Linked DNA regions of Mus musculus: all the other regions are linked to region 1. A link is a contact called in public Hi-C and HiChIP or PLAC-seq data. All regions are on one chromosome and are shown on one strand. Each heading gives the region's core, a stretch centred on a gene start, on an enhancer-like site or on the middle of the called end of the contact. The rest is flanking DNA. Distances are from core to core; before and after follow the strand shown.

Region 1 (4,628 bases), core at 738-3,237:
GCCCAGTCCTATGGAGACTTTTTCTCAATTGAGATTTCCTCCTCGCCTTCGACTCTAGCCTGTGTCAAGGTGACATAAAACTACTCGGCAGAATGCTCCGGAAATGGCAACAGCAGAGCCCAGCATAGGAAAGCTGACCAGAGTCCTGGATCCTCAAGTCACGACAACTTTGGACAGCAGAGCAAAACGTCTCTGCCCGTGAGAAAATGTGGCTTCAATAACTAAAGAATAATTTCTTCAGTGGATCAATGACCAGCCTTGAAAGGGGACTGCATCCAAAAGGCCCCATGGCTTTGTGGATGGAGCAAACCCATCAGGTTCATGTGGTGTTTAATAGTGAAAACTGAGAAAGACAGAAGTAACAGTCAGGCCCGGCTGCTGGCTGTGGAGGCTCAGAAGAGGAAAGAGCAGAATTTTCCCCTGTCTAGTTAGTTTCTATTCCAGAGGAAAAGAAACTACTGGATGTAGATGAGGATTTAACAGCAGTGTGCAAATCTGCTCTACCATCCACGGGCAGGAACTTAAGCTCCTTCCACTAGACTGGGGAGCCTGTGAGTCATCCTCATATCGTAACCATATTGTAATCATATGGTAACCTCATATCACCTGGCAAGTAGTGGGCACACGGAAAATGCTTGTTGACTAGCAAACAGACCTTCACTAAAGGGGTAGCTCACCAAGCTGGCTATGGAAATACTTCAGGCGATCATTGAAGTGGTAGGGCTCGAGGCTCCCCTAACTTTCTTCCCACGGACACCACCAGCACCAGACATCCCTACCAAGAGTTCCTATCCCGGTAACAAGAAACCATGGCAGCATAGGGCGATTTTTAACACGAGAAAATGACAACTTCATAATCTAAACTAAAATCCACCTAAATAGGCTTCCGGCGCGCAGTCCTAGCTAGGTCTTCTGGGAAAGTGCCAAGCAATGCACAACTCACTTCCAAACACAGGCGTCCAAGGACCTGAAAATACCCAAGCAGCCTGTGCTCCCCGCTAGATCTGTCTCCGAGATAAATTTTCCGGGTCCCTGTAGAACTCTTCCAACTTCATCTCCCTCATCCAGCACGGCTAGTGTTCAGAGGCTTTTCTCTAGGGTGTCTGGGTGGCCACAGTGAGGAGATTCAGGCCCAGTTCTGAAGACAGGCCACTGCCAAGTCAGTGGGGCCGTGGTGGTACCTTCTGCCACTGCGGCCCAGGTTGTTGGTTTACCTTGCCAGCATCAGCAGAACCTCCTATTCCCTCGCACCCACTGCCCCACAACAACCCTGTTTCGGGATCATCGTGGTTCAGAGGCTATGGTGTAAAAGTCTGTGTAAATACCCTCTTCAAATCAACAGGCCTTTGCAAAAATCCCTCAAAGCTTCCGCAGCAAGAAAGAAAAATCGCGTTTCAAACTAAAGTCAGCTTCTCTTCATCGTTACACTGGGGTTTGAGAGAGAGAGAGAGAGAGAGAGAGAGAGAGAGAGAGAGAGAGAGAGAGAGAGAGAGAGAGAGAGAGAGCCCTGAGAGTATATTGCCATTGCCAGAAGGGACCTTAAGTTAAATCTAACCTAATCTGACTCAGAGTCTGAACTGTTTCTGAAAGAGGTGAACTGGGGCTGGAATTCAAGTCTTTGAACTGCTAAGTGCAGCATTCTTTCCACCACTCAGCGAAGCTTTGACAAAGGAGAGGAGTGTGCCAAAACCCACCGGAAAACCTGCTTTCAAGTCTGGAGATGAAAAGCCACTGGGGGGAGAAGCGGGGGGCAAGTAACATTTTTTTCTCTAACCCTAAAGGCAAGAAATAATTATTTTTATTAATAAAGTAGATGTACTAAAACAGGACAATTTTCTTCACAGGAAAATCAAACTTCAAAGAGCTAAAAATCTAGATGGATCTAAAATCATGGACCTCACAAAAGCTTGCTTCAGGTGTCAGCAGGGGGGAAAAAAAACAATAAACTAACTCGGCCACAGGGTGGCAGTGTAGCCTCGTGTATCACAGGTTCATGTCAGGAGCCATTTCAAGGTTGACTTGAGATTTAAGTAATAATACGGGAGTGGCTTAACGGCTGTGTGAGCCAAATACTTCACCAGAAAGCAAAGCATAAGTCCATACTGTTGCTAGTGTCTTCTTTAACGTTTGTTGAGTCCCAGACTGCCCCTTACGATGCCTCAGAAGATCCAAAGCAAAGGTGTCTCTTGATTGTTAGCGGGAGTACTGCTTAGGCATGTACTGGTGAGTGCTTTAGTGGCTTCTGTCTGAAGAAAAGCCCTTCATCAGTCTTGGTCTTTGGGATTTTAGAGAAAAAAAAAAAAAGATCTGTCCCTCCACACGGTTCCTCCATTGGAGTAGGTAAACCAGAATAAGACAGGCAAGCCAGGAGCCGATTTAGTGACTGGATAGGCATTGCTCTTTAGTTGTGTGGTGGTTCTTGTGACTGTGGCCTCAGAACGCTGCAATCTACACCGGTAATTGTGAGCAAGCTCGGTTTTCTTAGCCTCTGCATCCTCAGCTGAAAGTTTAGTGAAAACGGTGTCCTTGTTAAAGTGTTGGTATGAGGATCAAGTGAGAAGATTCATGAAAGTACTTAGCAGAATACATGGGATGTGGGTGAACTATGGTCCATATGGTGGTGGTGGTAGTGATGGTTGTGAGAAGAAGGGGGAGGAGGAGGAGGAAAGAGGAGAAGTGAGGAGGAGGAGGAGTGAGGAGGAGGAGTGAGGAGGAGGAGGAATGAGGAGGAGGAGGAGGAGTGAGGAGGAGGAGTGAGGAGGAGGAGAAGTGAGGAGGAGGAGGAGTGAGGAGGAGGAGGAATGAGGAGGAGGAGGAGTGAGGAGGAGGAGTGAGGAGGAGGAGAAGTGAGGAGGAGGAGGAGTGAGGAGGAGGAGTGAGGAGGAGGAGGAGTGAGGAGGAGGAGGAGTGAGGAGGAGGAGTGAGGAGGAGGAATGAGGAGGAGGAGGAGTGAGGAGGAGTAGGGGGTAGGAGGAGGAGTGAGGAGGAGGAGGAGTGAGGAGGAGGAGTGAGGAGGAGGAGGAGGAGGAGGATATCACTGCCTGGTAGTAGTAGTACTGATGATCTCTACCTCAAAAGACTATAGTGAGGATTGCTATGCATGCCAAACCCTTCCACAATACTCAGAATGTTGCAGGGTTTGCAGCAATAATGAGGGGCAGCCATAATGCCTGGTTTCTACATTACTAGAAGATTAAGTCAGCCAAGAATGACACCGAGAGTACTGGGTAACTAGTACTATTTCTGTCTCATGCAGTTACAGACTTGAACTCAGGGACTGGAAAAATGGTAAAGTGTCATGCAAGCACAATGACCTGAGCTCACTCCTCAGCACCCATCAAAGAGCCAGGCACGGTGGTATGTGTCTTTAAGTCCTGTACTGGGAGGAGAGAGAAACAGACTGGAGGTTCTGATGATACGGGCAAGGTAAACCAACAACCTTGGCCTCGGTGGCAGAAAGCACCACCAAGGTGACACAGGGCTGACTTGGCAGTGATATGTCTTCACAACTGGACCTGAATCACCCCCACGCCCAGAACCAAATGGTGCAAGTTCTGTGAGAGAGAGAGTTCCTGTCTCAAAAACCAAAATGAAGATCAACTGTGGATGGTACCTGACATCAACTTCTGGCCTATAAACATTCATACATGTGTACACGCCCACAGAGATGCACACACATTCATATATGTATAGACACACACATTCATCTGTGGTAATCACACACACAGACACATTCACACATGTGTATACATACCCGTACTAAATGAATAAAAATATTTTTTTAAAAAACAGGCAAGCTTTATCAAGTCAAAGTTCCCTAGAGCTGGTAGGTAGGCTTCCTGTGTGGTGGGGTCTCCAGGGCTTATGTCCATTAAGTGGAGTTACCCATGTGTAGCCTCAGATAAGCTATGTGAAGATACTGTGTGGAGACTTGGGAATTTCTGGGTGGAAAAAAGTCTTAATTCCCTTGAAGCTTGCCACAGGGAACAAATGAGTAGCGCCTAATAAATGAGTAGATCCTTAGGTGACAGCTGTAGAACCCCTAAATCCTTGCAGGCGGCATTGCCCCAAACCCCTTCCCACAGGCTGGGGGCTACTCAACTATCCTCTTCTACCATGTACTTTGTCAGAGACAAACTCAAGTCCCATGAGGCTGGGAGAAGAGATGTTTGGTATGGATTATAAATGAATTATTTTAAGAGGACTATCACATTGATTTAAAATCCTCTTGATATTAACAACGGCCAACACTAACAACCAATTGCTAATACAGACAGATGTGCCCTTCAAAGCTCTTGACATGCAAACTCTAGAGCAGACCAAGCCATGGCAGCTCTGTGGAGCGGTATTTGTTAACACAGCAACTGTGAAATCTTTTTTAGGATCTCAACAGCAACTAAAGGCAGCATGGGCGGCAGAATCTACAGAGCAGCTTATTATTATATGTGGGACAGCCTCACTTCTGTTTAATTTGTACTCAAAACGCTGGCCCAGAATTTGTTCAAGTTATTATTAGTAATAGTCTTTGTTTTTATTTTTTTTTTCATTTGAGGAACCAAACAGAAAGCAAACATACAATAAATGTTATCCACAAAGCATGCAAATATCATGCCTTCTATTTTTATTTT
Region 2 (4,628 bases), core at 925-3,424, 350 kb after region 1:
AATTTGCCTTGCTAGCATTTGAGTTTCTAGAATCCATCACATCTTTATCTTACTTGTCCCTCCTAGAACGGTGCCACCTGTCTTACCTCTGCCCTTCGCATACTAGAAGCACACAAGCTATTTGGTTTCATAGATTCATATGTGGAAAGAAATTCTGGACCTCAGACATTACAGTTGACGGAATAGATTAAAGTTCTCATGGTTGTACAGACAGATTGAATTATTTTGTATATGTAAATGTCATGAATTGGATGTGTCACAGCAAATTCATATTAAACAATGAATCCCCAGTGGAATGGGTTTGCCATATAGAACCTTTGAAAGGTCATTAGGACATGGACAGTCACTAGTTCTCTAGTCCAGTGAATGGGATTCGGGCCTTTACCAGAAGAGACACGAGAAAGATGGTGTCTTAGTCAGGGTCTCTATTCCTGCACAAACATCATGACCAAGAAGCAAGTTGGGGAGGAAAGGGTTTATTCGGCTTACACTTCCATGCTGCTGTTCATCACCAAAGGAAGTCAGGTCTGGAACTCAAGCAGGTCAGGAAGCAGGGGCTGATGCAGAGGCCATGAAGGGATGTTCCTTACTAGCTTGCTTCCTCTGGCTTGCTCAGCCTGCTCTCTTATAGAACCCAAGACTGCCAGTCCAGAGATGGTCCCACCCACAAGGGGCCTTTCCCCCTTGATCACTAATTGAAAAATGCCTTAGAGTTGGATCTCATGGAGGCATTTCCTCAACTGAAGGTCCTTTCTCTGTGATAACTCCAGCTGTGTCAAGTTGACACAAAACTAACCAGTATAGATGGCCACTGTCTTCACCAGGTGAAGCCATGGCAAATCATGAAAAGGGTGCTCACCACGAATAGAATCAACAGGTACCTTGACTTGGACAGCCTCGCCTCAGAATTGTCAGAAACCAAATGCCTGCTGTTTAAACCGCCTAGCTTATGTTGTTAATTGTAGCAGGCTAAGTGTAACAGATGTTCATGGTCAATTAATTAATAATTAGTTATTAATAATGATGCACAGTAGTACCTGACTTTTGTATGTTTCTGATTTTATCTACAGTTGCATGCCTATATGTGCTTTTATATTCCACATTTAGGAAGTTTTCTCCTCAAATGTTAACTGGTTATCTCTGGATAGAAAGGGGTGTGGTCAAAGAGTTTCCTGGGTAAAAGCCACAAGTCAGCAGCCCTAATACGCCAAGCTCTAATCATCCAGCCCAATATGTCAATTGGAAAGCAAGCAGTAGAGAAAAGCAGGGTGAGGCGAATGCCCTGGAAAAACAAGCACAAGAAAAAAGAGGTTCAGTCACCCGAGTTCATCTCCAGGATGCCAACATAAGCTTCAGGCTTAAACAGAAAGGATTTGGCCGGCGGGGTGGGGGTGGGATGCTCGGGGGAATGAGTTATCTATAAGTCTTGGTGCTGTAAAGTGTGTATGCATTCGTATATGTATATACATGTACATTTACGTATACATATGTTTATAGACAATTCCTTAAGAAGGAGAAAGACACTTCTGAGGAAGGGGTTGGAGAGCTGGAAAAGACCCACAGTCTTCTGCCTCCATGGCCCTGATCCTTTATAGGTCCTTTACATTCTCCCACATTTTCACATCTGGGAACTTCACCACCTTGCTCTGTTTTATTGCTGGTGGTGAAGGTGGTGTGTGTGTGTGTGTGTGTGTGTGTGTGTGTGTGTGTGTGTCTGTATGTGTGTGCCTGTGTGTGTCTGTGTGTGCCTGTGTGTGTGTGTGTGTGTGTGTATGTATGTTTATGTGTGTGTCTGTGTGTGTGTGTGTGTCTGTGTCTCTGTGTCTGTGTGTCTGCATGTGTGTGCCTGTGTGTGTCTGTGTCTGTGTGTGTGTGTGTGTCTGTGTGTGTCTATGTGATAAAGGCATTTGCCTTCTTTCTTATGGTAATCTTGATGCCTGCTTCTCCACACCCTGAGCTCATGCCACGCTGGTCAGGATGTGGTCTGGGTGGCCACACACTGTGTTGGTTCTGTGAAGTGATCAAAGGGAGTCCTTATTTCTTGAGGAGGCAAGCTCCTTCTCAAGAGGCACTCCTTGCCATCATAATATAACTGTCCTCTTCTGGAGGGTGGTCTGTCCTTCCAGGCTTTTCTGCTCCTGGAGTCAAAATGACTGAAGGTCTTGCACAACGGCTGTGGGCTGCCTGGGGCTGGAACAGGTCATTGGAGAACACAGGCAGGAAGAAGTGTCAGTTAGTTCTTTGCTGTCAAAACAAAAACTTAGGGGACGTTTAGAAACTTGCTTATAAAACAACTGAGGGCAGAATTCAGCTCACATTGCTTAACTTTAAAAAATATATACACTATTTAAAAAAACAAACTAGAATTAGCTATCCATAATGCTGGATCCATTCAATATTCAGGACATTATAGATATTCCTAGGATGGTGTTTTGTTCCAACACATCACTTGCAGGTTGATAATGTATTCGGTAATCCTAACTGCTGAATGTCACTGCTGAGCAGTACAGTACGCTGCATAGTGTTGGGTGTTTAGATGTAACCACTCAGGCTTTCCACCCACACCCCAGTTCCTGAATAATGACTCAGAATCTTATTTATTAATGAGTAAATGCCTAGGCCTTAAACTAGGCTTGTTTTCTGACTAGCTTGTATCTTAATACTTTTCTATGTCTTCCACATGGCTAGTTACCGCTCCTCGATTTCACATGTCTGACTTTCAAGTCCAGGTGGGAATCTTTTCCTGTGACTAACTATATCCCAGAGTTCCTCTCTCTTTGCTGGATGTCCCACCTTCTGCCTCAGCTTATTGGCTACCAGATTTCTATTGACAGCTGATGCTTCCATGTAGTACATGAGAGATTATCCCTACATTTAACTTTATAATTGGACGGCTATGAGCTGTGACTTTCTGTGACTTGCTGTGACAAGCAGCATGAAGAAGTATGATGCAGAATATCAACAATCCAAGAATAGATCAAAACTCAAGTGAGGCACAGCAAAATGATGTCCTCTGGACGTGACCTGGCTGAGGCACTCCTACCACACTGCAGCTGCACTTAACTCTATGAGACCAGCACAAAGTTGGGCCCGCCAACATGTCATCATGGATGGTGGAGGGGCCCAAGAAGCCCCACCATTCCCTGACAGCTAATATTGCCTGAAGAGAAAGTATCATTTTCTTCAGTAATATATACATCACTGAAAAAATATATATCACTGAAAAACTATATCCAGTGATATATATACATATATACACATATACGTATATACATATATAAATATAAAACATATATGTGTGCATATATCCACACATGCTTGCACACACACAAACACCCCACACACATATCCCCAGTGGTAAATTGACCATGTTCCAGTAAACAACTCCAACCATGCTCATGCAGGAGACCCTGAGGAAACTCAGTAGGCCTCACACGCCCAAAATAAATGGAGCTAGAAGGATGGATTGTTGGAAAGAAGAAGGATTTCTGCAGGAGATGGGGCACAAGACAGGGAAATGGATTAAGAGTAATTATAAACAGGTATGAAGTAGTCAAAGGATAAAAATAAGTAAATATTGAAAATTCACAAGAAAAAGAGCAAAATTCAGTATCTAGCTTCTGTGGGTTGTCTAGCACTTTCACATCATAAAGTGAAAAATGCCAAGGAAGACCATTGTAAGCCGGAACCCATCTTTACTATCCTAAAAATTAGGTCCTTCCTGGTTGTTTTTGTTTGTTTGTTTGTTTTGTTTTTGGACTAAAATCCCCATTCTTCAGCAAAAAGATAGTGGTCATAAAATCCCTATTCTTCAACAAATAATGGAGGTCAGACGTGGTAATACTTTGCCGGTGAGTAGGAGACCAGGGATGACACCCTCAGAAATTCTTTCCCTTGTTGTTGGGAGAGAAGTAAAGGAGAGGCTATGAAAATGGCCAGGGGTGGGCCCAGGACTGGAGCCCTCCATGATGATACAGATCCCTTCACCTCAAAGAGTCATGGTGCAGTCTGATATGCTGGAGCTATAAAGAATGGTAACCTTGTAAAGAGTGCGGCGTTGAAAGAGAGTAGAAGGGAGGGGAAGGGATGGGAGGATTTTTACAGCAGAAACCTTGACAAGCAGGACCCCAGCCTTGTGATCAAGGTCAACATCCACTGTCAGAAACCAAACCAAACCAAACGTCACACATCTATGAGATGACGCTGTGAAAACAGAAGTTTACTTCTGTGGTTTTCCCCCAAACTGTAGCCAAGCGTCATGATGATGATGATGATGAAGATGATGAAAATAACAATAGTGACGACAACAACAGCAACCACCTCTAGGCAAAGCCAGGCAGTGCTGACATTCACCTTCAAAGTCAGACAGATCCCTTTAGGCCACCCTGGACTACTGACACCGGACCTGCGGCCATGTCCTGACACTGGAACACCCACCTACTTGTTCACTCCCTCACAAAGCACATACTAACCCCTGCTATATTGGCTACTTTTCTAATTGCTATGATCAATGACTGGACAAAGAAACTTAGGGAAGGAGGAGTCTGCTTTGGCTTCCATCTAAAGGATGCAGTTCCCCATGGCAGGGGATTCTCTGCAGCAGGACTGTGAGGCAGCTGGCCACATTC
Region 3 (4,628 bases), core at 600-3,099, 330 kb after region 1:
ATACATCCCAGGGCTCTCATCCCCGCTCATCTTCTCTGAAGCAAGGGATAGATAGCCAGAGGGGCTATCTCTTTAAGGGGAATTCAGGGATCAAAAAGCGTGGAAAAATTTGAATGTCATGTCGAGCTGGTATCGGCTTCTGGAATACCGAAAGGATCTCTCATCTTGGCTCCATCCTTTGTGCTTGTGGGATCATCCACCACATCCACAGGGGCAACTGGATCAGGAGCCTCATTCTTGCAGCGTCTCACCAATCTCTCCGGCACCCAAAGAGGTTCCGTCTAATCCTGTGGAAACACACAAACAGACCCTCTCGCCCACGTCAACACCTGATCTGGTCGATCCTCTCCAAATATCCGGACAGAAGGTCCACCTACAGGTGGCTGCTGAGGAGGCATAGGGAGGCGGCACAAAAGCTAATTTGCCTTCCTCCTCCACCTCGGCTCTTTTATTTTGTCCTTTTTGACCACCTGATAACACTGTGTCTCCTTTCTTTTTCTTTTTCTTTTTCTTTTTAAGCCCTTCTCCTCTTCCGACATACTTTCTTGTTGCTCTATAAGGATTTTCTGACCTGTCTTGACTGCCTCTACACACAGTTTCAAACAGTAACAGAGTCCATATATCAGAACAAACAAGACCAAAACTATCAGACCTACCCACAAAGGGTCAATGGGAGAAAAAAGCATAACTACACAGCGAGGATCTATTGATCACTACACTGAGGTTATCATAGTTCCTTAACTTGTCCCCAAACCAGGAACCTTAACTTATCCCAAAACCAGGAACCTTTCGTTACCTTGTGCCTGCTTCCTGGCAACTTTATGCTCACCTCTATTTTATCCGAGGTCCTTCCCAAACTCCTGGGGTCACAAGTTTCACTCACCGTGAACTTACCCTGCCGGCAACCACTGACTGCTGAAAGTTCTGAACTCGGTGGGGGAGTCGGTTCCCCGTACGGGCCACCAATTGTCGCGCCTGCTCTCGACCAGCAAGAACGACGCGACCACCAGTCCTTCTAACAGCAGTTTATTCAGTCTTCATCTTTCTTCTTTCTCTTCATCAGTACCGTTCCCCAGCTGAAGAGTTCTGAATCCACACCAGATCCTTCTCAACAGTCTGTTTTACGGGAACCTTTATTAACTGCTCCTTCCCCGTGATGCAGTTCTGAATCCTCCCTGTAGCAGGGGGTCTTCGCTCTTGCCTGAAGATGTTTCTTGTCCCGGGTTTCGGCACCAACTGTCGAGCGCGCCCCCAACTCGCCAGCAAGAACGACGCCACAGCAGGATCCTTCTGCACACGTTTATTCAGTCCTATTTCTTCTTTCTCTATATATCTCCCTTGTTTATATCTCCCCTGTTTATATCTCCCTTGTTTATATCTCCCTATAATAACAATCCTCTCTCGAATAATAATCCTCCCTCTAACCCGGGCCTCTCACTCTTATATACTCTCAGTTCCCATCCACGCACAGCAGGCCACGCCACCTCACCAGGCACGCAGCTTCAGCTAATCAGGGCAGCAGGGGCAAATCTCCACCAAATTGGATTCACCTGAATCCTGGTACACCTGCGCAGCACTCAAGATGTTCGTGTCTTATATGAGGAAGTCAGGTGCAAGTCATATGACTTAGCTGCAGTCTCTGGCGCCTTTGGGACTGCCGCCACACCCGCTCCCCACAAGGGAGAGAGATGCTCAGAGGATGGTGGGTCCTTAGCCCATCTTCTGTTTGACACATCTGTCCCACTCCCACCTCCTTGTCACATCCCAGGTCCTGGTCCCTCCCCTTTCTTGTAACCGCTTCTCTTAGACTTGTAAAGCTCTTCCTGTGTGCCCGGTGGTGTTCGAAACCAGGAGTAGCAAACTTTAGCTTGTTTACCAGACCTAGTCCAGCACCTGTGTTTGTAACCGACTCTCCGTGAACTAAGAAAGGTTTTTTATACTTTTAAATCCTTGCCCCCCCCAAAAAAAGATTGAAAGATTTCATGACACATGTAAATGACTTGAAATGCAAATTTCTGTGACCATAAATAAAATCTCACTGGTGGACCAGTTATATTCATTCTTTTTTGTGTTGTCTGTGGCTGCCTATCTCGTCCCTTGGAGCTGCTGGACCATAATTTGAGTGGCCTATACACAATAGGGAGTTACTTCTCACATTTCTCGAAGCTGGGATGTTCAAAGCACCTGTATTAGGTGCTTGGTAAGAGCTTTTAGATTCATACCTATGATGTAATCTCACTGTGTAATTGCAATGTGGAATAGGTTACAGCTCTCTGGGATCCCTCTTATAAGGGTTCCACTCATGTGTCCAAACATCCTGTCCCCCTCTCAATACTATCATCTTGGGGACTAGGGCTAGACACTTTTTTGGGAGACACAAACATTCAGATTCTAGCTGTTGGTCATCTTAGAAAGAGGCTGTGACCCGATGAGTCAAAGGTATCTACCATCTGGCCTTGTGGGAAAACTTTTTTTTTTTTTAATGTCCTGAGCATTGATTGGTCTCTGATGACTACGTCCGAGTGAGAATCAAGTGACATCACTGTGGTTGTTATCCTTCTGAGACAGATGAGGGTCCTGAGGGGAAACAGGGCTAAGTGATACTAGAGCGTTCCACAGTTTATAAGTCATAGAGACAGCATCAAAGTGGGAAGGTGATGAGACAGGAGTTTAAGACAACGGGCCGCAGCATCCTATGCCAAGTCAAAGAGTCTGGGCTTGCAAGTTTCCAGATCAGGAAAGAGGTATAATAAGGGGAGATGCTAAGGTGACCCAGTGTGACCTGTTCACTTCAGAGGATTAGGAAACAAGGAGTTCTGCTTGGCCAAGTTGCCAGTGGCACTGATGGAGCCCCAGCTGCATCTCCCATGAAACTGAGAGCAAAAATAAATCTTCTTCTAGGTTGTTCCTGCCAGTGATGAAAAAATAAACTAAAACAAAGTTGAGATTCATTTTAATTTTTAATTTTTTTAATTAAAAATTTAAAATGTAATCTAAAATTTTTAATTTTTAAACTAACATTTAAAATTTTTTTTTAATTTAAAACTAAAACAACATCGAGCATACCCCTAACTATGCTGATATTTGCTCTCCCTCACCCATATCTGATTTATAGATGTCCATTCCCACCAGATGTTAACAGTGATTATAGCTGAGTGTTAGGATTACAGTCTTCAATAAAGATTTGCTTATTCTTATTTTATATGTACGAGTGTTTGCCTGAATGTGTGTATGTGTATGGCTTGTAGGCAGTGGAGGCCAACACAGTGTGTCAGAACCCCTGGAGCTGGAGTTACAGAAGGCAGGGAGATGCCCTGTAGGTGCTGGGAACTGAACCCAGCTCCTCTGTAAGAACAAGGGTCCCTCACCGTTGAGCCATTTCTCTAGCCCCAATTACTTTAATTTTTTGTTCATCTTTTTGTTTTGCTGATATTATTAAAACTCTACTGGGAATGAGGTACGCTACTGTTCCTCAGTGCTGTGGTATGTGAAGAATAGAAATTAGAGTAGCTTACAGATAAGTAAGTGCCTTAATACATATAAAATTGATAAAAATGGTACCAGGTACATGTTGATGCTGGATATGAGTTAACCAATATTACTGAAACATAAAAGGATACATTTTTTTGATTATGAAAACACTGTGGAAATAAGTAAACAAAGACAGGCATGGTGGCACATGCCTGTAATCCAGAACTCAGGAAGCTGAGGCAGGAGGATTACAAGTGCAAGGTCAGCCTGAGCTCCATAAGGAAACCCTGTAAGTTGCTAGGGCATCTTTAGTCAGAGCACCTGTGGTCACCTGCAGGAGACCCTGGAGATAATATGGAGCCTCACCAGGCTACCTCCATCAGCCCACCATGAGATGCAGGGTGCAGTGCATGGGGGTGGAGGCAGGTGAAGATTACTTCAATAGCCTTGTTTCCCATAATCCATCGAGGAGATCTCGGTAGATCAGCTTCTCAGTTGTACACACTGTGATAGGAATCTGATGCTATAACTTCTGTAAGTCATCACTTAACACTGGGATGGGCTATTGTCTGTGATGCAGATGTGAGATTCACCCAAGCTCTTGTAAGTTACCCCTGCCACTTTAATATTTTTCAAAGTCTACTTTTAATGATGGTTCTTAAACGCTTTAACTTCCCTTTTAGCCCACCACCCACCAGAGGTAGTGGAAAAGAAAGGATACAAGGAGAGTGAACCAGTTGAGAAAAGTTCTTTGGAGCAACTGCCATCTGTGTTGTCTGGAAATCAGCAGTTCAGTTCACAGGTTAGCAGCAGGAGCAACTGGATCCACTCGAAAACACTTTATGGATATACCAGCAGTCCAGTTCCACGGAGTTGGGATAGTAACCACTAATCAGCAGTGGTGCCAAGACCTAGCAGAGACAGCCAGGCCTCAGCCTTGGTACAAGTCAGCAGGAAGGACCTGGAGAGACACCAGGAGTTCTCGGTTGTGCCTCTCTCAGCAAAGCAAAGATCAGCGAAGATGCAAGACCAACAAGCATTGAATGGCAAGCTCTATAAACAAGCCAAGCTCAGCCCCTGTCACTATCTTTCCAGTTCTTTTTATACTCCCTCCAAACATCACGTGTCCTTCATGGGTTTTGCCTCAGCATCCGAGT

Evidence for each region. A called contact is a pair of places that touch in the nucleus more often than the background predicts. HiChIP or PLAC-seq counts read pairs in DNA pulled down with a chosen protein or histone mark.
Region 2: an H3K4me3 HiChIP or PLAC-seq map of bone marrow-derived macrophages shows a contact between it and region 1, with 8 times the contacts expected there. The contact joins two enhancer-like sites. A contact is called at or near these places in 12 of 484 Hi-C or Micro-C datasets (B cells, ECoMG myeloid progenitors, the G1E-ER4 cell line and 6 more), 8 of 115 datasets of contacts at active chromatin or transcription factors (bone marrow-derived macrophages, cardiomyocytes, effector CD8 T cells and 4 more) and 2 of 9 other capture datasets (adipose tissue and liver).
Region 3: a Hi-C map of the N1E-115 cell line shows a contact between it and region 1, with 20 times the contacts expected there. The contact joins two enhancer-like sites. A contact is called at or near these places in 1 of 39 promoter capture datasets (the C10 cell line), 17 of 484 Hi-C or Micro-C datasets (the Ba/F3 cell line, ECoMG myeloid progenitors, ECoMG-derived neutrophils and 12 more), 7 of 115 datasets of contacts at active chromatin or transcription factors (the 230-238 cell line, CD8 T cells, DN3 thymocytes and 4 more) and 2 of 9 other capture datasets (adipose tissue and liver).

Annotation. Positions count from the first base shown.
Region 1 is chr10:93,049,129-93,053,756 of GRCm38.p6, forward strand. All of the region lies in intron 5 of Cfap54 (cilia and flagella associated protein 54), which reads right to left. Among named protein-coding and RNA genes, the nearest start is that of Gm40739, 23 kb to the right of the region's middle. Within about 2 kb of position 1,988, at least 80 of the 459 cell types and tissues checked have an H3K27ac peak or open chromatin away from gene starts, as enhancers often do. A contact at or near this core is called in the Ba/F3 cell line, the N1E-115 cell line, bone marrow-derived macrophages and 1 more, where this site is marked.
Region 2 is chr10:93,400,872-93,405,499 of GRCm38.p6, forward strand. No RefSeq gene overlaps it. Among named protein-coding and RNA genes, the nearest start is that of Gm40742, 28 kb to the right of the region's middle. Within about 2 kb of position 2,175, at least 63 of the 459 cell types and tissues checked have an H3K27ac peak or open chromatin away from gene starts, as enhancers often do. A contact at or near this core is called in bone marrow-derived macrophages and effector CD8 T cells, where this site is marked.
Region 3 is chr10:93,378,397-93,383,024 of GRCm38.p6, forward strand. No RefSeq gene overlaps it. Among named protein-coding and RNA genes, the nearest start is that of Gm17745, 44 kb to the left of the region's middle. Within about 2 kb of position 1,850, at least 3 of the 459 cell types and tissues checked have an H3K27ac peak or open chromatin away from gene starts, as enhancers often do. A contact at or near this core is called in the Ba/F3 cell line and the N1E-115 cell line, where this site is marked.